Regions from separate parts of the Mus musculus genome. Here region 1 is linked to region 2. A link is a contact called in public HiChIP or PLAC-seq data. All regions are on one chromosome and are shown on one strand. The core of a region is the stretch at or near the end of the contact, and the rest is flanking DNA. Distances in the headings are between cores, read along the strand shown.

Region 1 (4,293 bases), core at 1,607-4,106, 150 kb before region 2:
GGTCAAGCTTGAAGTCAGGGAACTATTCTCTTCCCACATTAAAGAATAGCAAGAATCTAGAGGACAGGAAGAGTTAAAGCCAAGTAGACTGCATTCTTAGCAATCCTGGGATCATGGGTATGATGAGTTGAATCCAAACCTCATTCTTTTAAATGTAACTAAAATCTAATTAAAATGAAAGCTTTATCATTTTTAGTTGATGACTTGCATTTCCTGAGTAAATTTTCTCATCTGTGTAAATTTTCTTTGGAAAAAAAAATGCTATAAATTTAAAAAAACTTAAAACAATTAGTGACCTCTATTGGTTGTTATCAGTGGTATCTACTTGTTCCCTTCTTGGTCTACACTTGCAGATTTGCTTTTAGTGTGTTCATATTCTCCATCTTCTACAACTTTCCAGAAATGCAAGCACTGTGTCACAAGGAGATGTATTGGTCTGTATATTTTAGTACTTTACATCGACGTCACATGAGAATCCAGGACTCCACATGCTGATCATTGGATCTATGGTTATCCATGTGGGTATTCATCATCTGGGAAACTGACAAGGCCCCAGTGGAAGCAATCTGAAAATAGAGCCTGAGAGGTACGTTATTAAGAGGAATGGAAATTTCCTAGGTTCCCAGAGAATGGATTAAAGCTATACCTCCACTATCAGCTTTACTTCCCCTGAAGATGCCCTCAGGGGAATTGATTCTCTGAATCTTCTGTAACCAACATCAACATTCTTCTAGGAATGGTGTATTCTCAATCCCCCCCCCCCTTTCAAATCCTGGGAAACATATTCAGGTCCTTTTACTTGTATAGCCATCACATTATCAGCTAAGCTATCTTTGCTACATTTTGATCCTGGGAATATTCATTTAAACACTCGAATTACTAGATCACTCATATTTCCACTTGGAATGGGGGCTTTCCTGGTTCATTGATAGTCAGTGCTTCTTGATCATGACTGAGAATGTAGAAGCTACTCAGCCTTGGCTATTTCCATTTACCCACAGATCACAGAAGGAATGCTTCACTTCATGACTAACTCATCTTCTCGAAGCACTGCTATGCTAGTGCCAGTCTCCTAGAGCATAGCCCTCACTCTCATCCCTCTGCTCATTTCATATTTTTTCTTGGCTTGTAGGCTGCTGTCCTACCTCCACTGACCCAAGCATTTCTCCACTGAGTAAGGCTAATCAGCAATGATGAATGTGAGACCATATAAATGAGACCAAATTTATCTCTTTCCCAGCTTCATCTTGTTCTTTGGATCAAGGTTATTTCCGCTTCCTACTGAGAGTGGGAGGTTCACTTTCCTGTGTCTCCAAATGCCACAAGTGGTGACTGGATAGAAACCGCTACCTACCCATCTCTTGGTGGAATGGCAGGGCAGCCCCTCATGTTATTCACATTAGGAGTCATACCTAAGACTTCTGGAAAATTATAAAAATGTCCTAGTTTAAAATTCTATCTGTATTTAGTACATGTAATGTGAATGTGCTTTCCTGATCCTGCTACTTTAAGATAGATACTAAAATATTTAGATGTTTCACATCCATTCTAACAACAGAAGAATGACAACTGACCACCTGAAGATGGTTGGCTTTTCAAAACACTCAATAGCACAATGACCATAATGATCAAGGTCCCCCATCAGTACTCTAGAATTTCTGATTCCCTGAATACTGGAACAAAGTTATGATTGGTGAAATCTGTTTCCTGCATTGAGTCTTAGCTCCATGACTTGCTGCTCATGTGACACTGGGAAGATTCTAACAGATTTCTAACAGATAGCAGTTTTCTCACCTGCTACCAGGGCCATCTGTACTGTCCATTTCAGAGTTTCAGAATTTAAGTGAAACAATACGTGAATATTAAATTAATTATGAGAATTAGGTAGAATGCTGTCTTACATATTGTCATTAAGGAAAAAAAACTATTAAAACATTTTACTAACCACTTGATCTAATCTACCACATCCTTCACACTGGTTAATATTCTCAATTGGGATCTAGTCTCAATTATGGGAAATTATCCTTAAAATATTTCCCAACTATAGATTTTGGCCTCATTGCTTTTGGACATTCTGGATACATTTCTGCCAAGTATTCTTACCTAATTGATCCCGGTGGGAAAAATTTTCCTAGATGCGGTTCAGCTCTCCACATGAGATCCAACCCACAAAATCTGCTGTAGCTCAATCCTGTTTCCCAGAGGAACAGGAATAGGAGAGGGTGTGAGACCATAACCCCACCACAGAAGGAACGGGTTTATTATTAGCATCCTCTCTGAGCCCTCCATTCTCATGGTCATAGTCAGCTTTTCATGCATTCCCAGGCAGGATGATAATGATAGTGAGCAGTGAGCAAGGGGTCAATGCAAGTAAAGCTCCAGTGTCACCAGAGATCCTGATCTAGTAGGCGAGCTATATATTTCTGGGAGAAGTTTTCATCTTCCCCAACTTAAGGGAACTACAGGTGCTTTTTGTGTCCTGGGCAGTTGCTGGTTTTGAGCACAATCATGTGCTGACAAGGCTTGTGGCTCTAGTCATCTACAGCCATCAGAAGAATGTCTAGAGGGCCATTGGCGATGTGGACCTGGAGCCCTGCAGAGGCAGAAAGCTAAGCCAGTGAAGATTTCTGCCTAGGCCAAGAGTTTGTGTCATGTGAGCCTGGGGCTTAAATCACAGTTAGCAGAGTAATTTTGTTGCTTGTAGCTATAAGCACTCAGTGAATCCACCCAAGTACTGAAGCTGCATTAAAATCAAACATTTGTTCTTCACCCCAGCAGTCCTTCCTTCCCTGTCTACTTAGACCTTCATCTTTATTGGCTGTCTGAGCATTCTGTTTTCTTTGGCTTCTTGTCCTTACATTCCCCAGTCATGACTGCCACCCGCTTCTAACTTGAATGCAGGCTGTCTTCCCAGCTCTGATCTGTACACTCCAGGCATCAAGGCTGGGAACTCATACTTCAGCACCAAATGCTGGTACATCCAAGCAGATTTTCCCCTCAGTGTCTGGGCCCTGGGCTGAGGAACACAGCAGTCAGAAGTACAGTGCTCACGACCCTCACATCTGAGAAGAGCATGTTCCTCTCGATCAATATTTTGCTTGCACAGTATTGAAAAATCTGTTAAGATTTGTTCACCAAATTGAAATAAACTGACAGGATTGCACTATGCCTTAAACCTCAGGCATATTAAGCATTTGGATTCATTTTCATTAATATCTCATTTTACTTTAAAACATGTTTCACTTGATGATAGCATGTGATCAACACTGGTGACTGCGCTTAAGAATTACCACAACCCAGACTTTAAGTCCAAATAATGGAACTAAGCCTGCAAAATCCAGAGACTAGGAATGCAAATGCTGTCAAATGTTCCTTGCTCTTTTTCCGTTGGCTTTCTCCAAAAGCATGTGTGGCTTCCTGTGAGCCAGAGATGCACATGCGGGTCCTGGCAACACAGCTCTGTGCCAGACTCACAGGAGGCTCCGATGGGGCCTGGCTTCCCCCAAGTGTTCTCACCTGGCTTCTCAGCCAACTGCTTTGCTTTCCAGTTTTATTAGGGGATCCAGTTGGCAGCAAAAACTGTACTTTCCCCCGAATATTGAAATCATCTTTTCCACTAGCACATTATTCCCCCAGCATTTTAGAGAATACACTTAAGCCTTCTAAGTGGGTAAAAATAACTATCAGATGACAGAAGGTAAAGTCGGCTTCATCTATCATAAGTCTATGGAGATACATAGAAGATGCTGCTCAGTGCAAAGAAGGTAGGTGTTCAGGATCCTTAAGTTAGGAACACACAGAAACTTTTGTCCAAAATGGTGGAACTCAGCACCAGGAGCAGTACTGTAGTACCTTCCTTGAGCACTAAGGGTCTTGAGCATGGCCCAGCACTTTTGTGATATTTGGAGTCATGGAGAGAGAGAGAAAGACTGTGCATCATGGAAATAGCTCATTTGATTAAACATGCTTAAGGAATCCAGAGGTTGGTGTAATCTGATTGGCTCTTCTCCCTGAGACTAAATTTCTGGCCAGACTCTGCTGTCCAGCTGGACATTTCTCCATTCTTAAGTCTTCCTAGCCCTAGAAGGAACTAGACATCATCTGTGCTTTCTCATGCTTGTGCAACCAAGCCTTATCATGCAATAGCTTCCATTCAGTATCCCCTTGTTTTGGGTTCTCTAGAGCGCAGAGACAAACTGTGGGCAGGTACTGCACCATATTCCCTGAATTTTCAATGCCATCTGCGTTGCTTTAAAAATAGTCAATACACAGTAAAGGTTTCTTGAATTGAAT
Region 2 (3,838 bases), core at 300-2,799:
GGGCTGGGGTCACCTGCTCTCCAGGATCAAAACAGTGAAACAAGCCATTCACAAGCACATCAAGGGCGAGGAGCCATTGTTTTCAGAACCAGCTGTGGCGAATCTACTGAACAGTGGCCTTGGGACAGCTGCAGCTGCTGCAAGGGGAGGGTGGAGGAGAGCAAACTACAGCAGGCTGCAAGGACCCCGCCGCGCCACCTCCCGGCCAGCTGGGAGGCATTTCTGCGCTAAGTGCATTGGACTAAACCACCCTTTGAACCAAGGCAAAACATAAACGGCTCACAGCAGGCCCAGATCCGCGCAGTAACTGCCGGCCTTTAGCAGGCTAGTGCGGGAGAATCCGCGGCTGGCAGCTGCAGAGTGGTGCGCAGGGAGTAGCTCTATCAGAAAGTAGAGCCGAATGAGCTGCCAGGGCACCCCGTGACCGAGCAAAGTCCTCAGGGTTCAAGCTTAGCTGTAGCCGAGTCCAGAGGCGCGCTCCCGCACACCTCCTCCCAGCTTCTCCCCCCCCCCCCCCCCCCGCTCCTGTGCCACCCTCTCGGGTCCCAGGCCCCGGGTCCCCAAGTCGCCTCTGACGCATCACACTCACCATCTCCTGTCTGAGGATGTGCAGTTTGGTCTCTAACCTCTCCAGGGCGCTGGGGTGGCTACGTCGTGGAGAGCCAGAGGCAGGGGAGGATGACGACGAGGAGGACACGGAGGGCGCAAAGCTGCTGCAGCTACTGCTGCTGCTGCAGCTCCCACCAACCCCGCTGGGGTCCGCAGCCCCTTCCCGAGGCGCCAGCTCCTCCCCGCGCAGCGAGCGCGCTAGGCTCTCGGGCACTTTGCGCCCCAGCTTCAGCTCGATGTCTCTGAGGTCTGGCAGCGGGCTGTCTTCCATGACTCTTTGCGAGGGGCGACACTGACAGTAAAGGCAGAGGGCGCGAGGAGGCGGCGGCGGCGGCCTGGCGGACTCCGGAGCTCAGTACTGGGCTCCTCTGGCCGGGCCTGAGTCCCCGCGGTCGCCCGTGCGCTCCATGCCCCGGGCGCAGTCGGCAGATCTGCACCCGGCTGCAGTTTCAGGCTCTGCCGCTCCACAGCCAGCAAGATTAGCCAGATCGCTTCATTCCTTTCCTAGCTGGCCACTCCACCGCCAAGTTGAGTTAATTGATACTGCAGAGAAGAAGGGCAAAAGCTAGTACGTTATACCGAGAGACCCAAGAGAGAAATGGAACCTGCTCGATGCGGGGAAATTCCCATTTCAAACTGTCCATTCACATCCCAGCGCGGTTCACGGTGCCCATCTGGTATTACACCACACAGAATAACGAGGTGGCCACACTCCCGGGTCGTTTCATTTTCCAGCCATATGTCGCCAAGGATCAGACTATCTTAGACGGTCAGGAAAAAAAAAAAAAAATCTGATCAATGAAAGAAGTGGGTTCGTCCTGTGTGTAGGCGGTGTAGGCGCATTTTAGAAAGAAAAAAGAAAAAGACACGGTTAGCTTAGCTGGGGTTCAAGGGCTTCCTGGTTGCTGCAGCAGTGTCCTTTCCTTTTAGTCGGTCTCATCCAAGTCATTGTGTTCCTCCGAGCCTCGGAAACTTTAAACTCGACTGGCAGGTGGACCAAAGCAGAGCCAACCCCTGTACCGTATGTCACAGACAAGAAGGGCAGCAAAATCTTCCCAACCCTGATGTTAAGAAACTGAAATGCAAATCCTGCCTCAGCTGAGCATACCCATATTAGGTTACTAAGTTAAAAGTTGCCCTGCTGAAGTCCCCTGACAGCTACAACCTGTAGAACACATTTTTAACATTAGAGGCAGAAGAATGGCTAAATTTTATGTCGTTTTCCACCCCCCCCCCCAACTTTCCTAAAAGCCAATTACACATAGCATTAGAATTCTTGCCCAATAACTCCACAAAGAACGGAGAAATTCAATCGATAAATAGTTCAGTGAAGTTGAACAAATTTTTATGTACTATTTGATTCGCAAAATATTCAGTATTATTAATGTGTTTGATGTTAAAAAATGCATTTAAGCCGTGCAGTGGTGGCACACGCCTTTAATCCCAGCACTTAGAGGCAGAGGCAGAGGCAGAGGCAGAGGCAGAGGCAGAGGCAGAGGCAGAGGCAGAGGCAGAGGCAGAGGCAGAGGCAAGTGGATTTCTGAGTTCGAGGCCAGCCTGGTCTACAGAGTGAGTTCCAAGACAGCTACATCTATACAGAGAAACCCTGTCTCAAAAATTAAAAAAAAAATGCATTTAAACAATAAAAATTTTAAGAAAAAAATGGTTCAGTGAAAATGTACAAGAAGATATAATTGTGTTGCCAATATTCCAGCATACTACCCCAAGCAGAAATGAAGAACAGAATAACCAGAGCATGTATGTGTTTGTATATATATATATAAATACTGAGGGGGCAGGAGAATTTTAAATGGAAGAAATTGCTGAAGCATTCCTCTTTAATTATGGAAGAAAAACTCTGAGAGTAACTAGTGAAATCATACTTGTTTTCTTTGATAATTTCTATATAATTTGCTGCTATTTAGGAAGAACCACAACTTTGTAAACCATTAATCTAGAATACATCTACCAAGTAAATCAGCAACAAGTACATAGATTATAAGATTGCTTGAACATTGTATTTGTGTCAGTGAGAGTTGAGAATAGTATTTTCAACCCACCAAACTATAATTTTAGGTTTCCATTGAAGTATTTCCAATACTTTTTGTCTGGGACCTACTCATTTGTGTCCTCTGTTCCTCTGGCCTCCTTTCCCATTCAGCTTTTCCATTCCAAACAACATAGATAAATGGAGTTTGGAGTTTGTTCATGTCATCTTCACATCCAAGAAACCTTAAAAGGAGAAAAAGCAGAGACTTTCTGAAGGAAATATCTCATGGCAGGGAAAACGTTGCTGAAATTGTCTTGTCAATAAGCCAGACCTTTGCATGTGTTAAAACTGTTTTTAAAAGGAAAAAAGGAAAAAAAAATTAAATGTTGTAAGTTAGGTGGCTCATTTCAAAATCAGAACTACCATTTATGGAATCAAAGAGGGACCAACTTAAATCGCAACTCTCCCATAAAACTGCATGCATTGTTTGAAAGCTGGCAAACCACAAGTTCATTGCATGAGGATTGCACTGTGGCATGTAATTATGGACGCTTCTCATTTGAGTCACGGACAGCTTTTTATTATAAACTGTACAAAGTCCAATTCAGAGCTGAATGCAAAGTAAACCCCAAGGATTCAATACCTAGTTAGATCTTCGTTGGACAAGTCATTTTCCAGTTATCATCAGTGAAGTGCCTATCTGTAACTAAGACAGAAGTTGACCTTATAATAAAAAGAGTATGATGGCCGGGTGGTGGAGGAAGATCCCTTAAATCCCAGCACTCAGGAGGGAGAGGCAGGAAGATCTTGGAGCTGGAGGCCAGCCTGGTCTCCAGAGCAAATTCCAGGACTGCCGGATATACACTAAGAAATCCTGTTTGGAAACAAACAAACAAGTAGATTGCATATAGTTAACATTTTGTTCTTGTGAAATGTAAAACACATTTAAGCATTTAAAGAAAATCTTCGTTATGTTGTTTTTAAAGTGTTCTTTATGATGTCTTATGATATATTTGTTTAAAATGGAAATGTTTTGAATGCCAGTTTGGGGAACAATTTAGAACTATAATCCTTACTAGGCCTAAAATAGAATATGGTAGACTTTTCTTCTCTGTGGTTTGATATGATGATATTTCTCATTCCAAATTTCTGAAAATTGGATTTTTTAAGTTTTAGTCTTGAGTACATTTTCTGTTCATCTTCAAGATGTATATATATGTATCTCTGAGGAAATGTATG

Evidence for each region. HiChIP or PLAC-seq counts read pairs in DNA pulled down with a chosen protein or histone mark.
Region 1: a contact with region 2 is called in a CTCF HiChIP or PLAC-seq map of the NIH/3T3 cell line, with 18 read pairs. The contact joins the enhancer-like site here to the promoter of Lurap1l in region 2. A contact is called at or near these places in 2 of 15 datasets of contacts at CTCF or cohesin (both in the NIH/3T3 cell line), 1 of 484 Hi-C or Micro-C datasets (cerebral cortex), 4 of 115 datasets of contacts at active chromatin or transcription factors (the NIH/3T3 cell line, embryonic forebrain, fibro-adipogenic progenitors and 1 more) and 1 of 9 other capture datasets (adipose tissue).

What each region holds. Positions count from the first base shown.
Region 1 is chr4:81,058,169-81,062,461 of GRCm38.p6, reverse strand. No RefSeq gene overlaps it. Among named protein-coding and RNA genes, the nearest start is that of Lurap1l, 150 kb to the right of the region's middle. Within about 2 kb of position 2,856, at least 45 of the 459 cell types and tissues checked have an H3K27ac peak or open chromatin away from gene starts, as enhancers often do. A contact at or near this core is called in the NIH/3T3 cell line, adipose tissue and fibro-adipogenic progenitors, where this site is marked.
Region 2 is chr4:80,908,397-80,912,234 of GRCm38.p6, reverse strand. It overlaps Lurap1l (leucine rich adaptor protein 1-like), which reads right to left and starts at 1,549. Exons shown (of 2, transcript NM_026821.5): 1 at 590-1,549. The coding sequence starts at 880.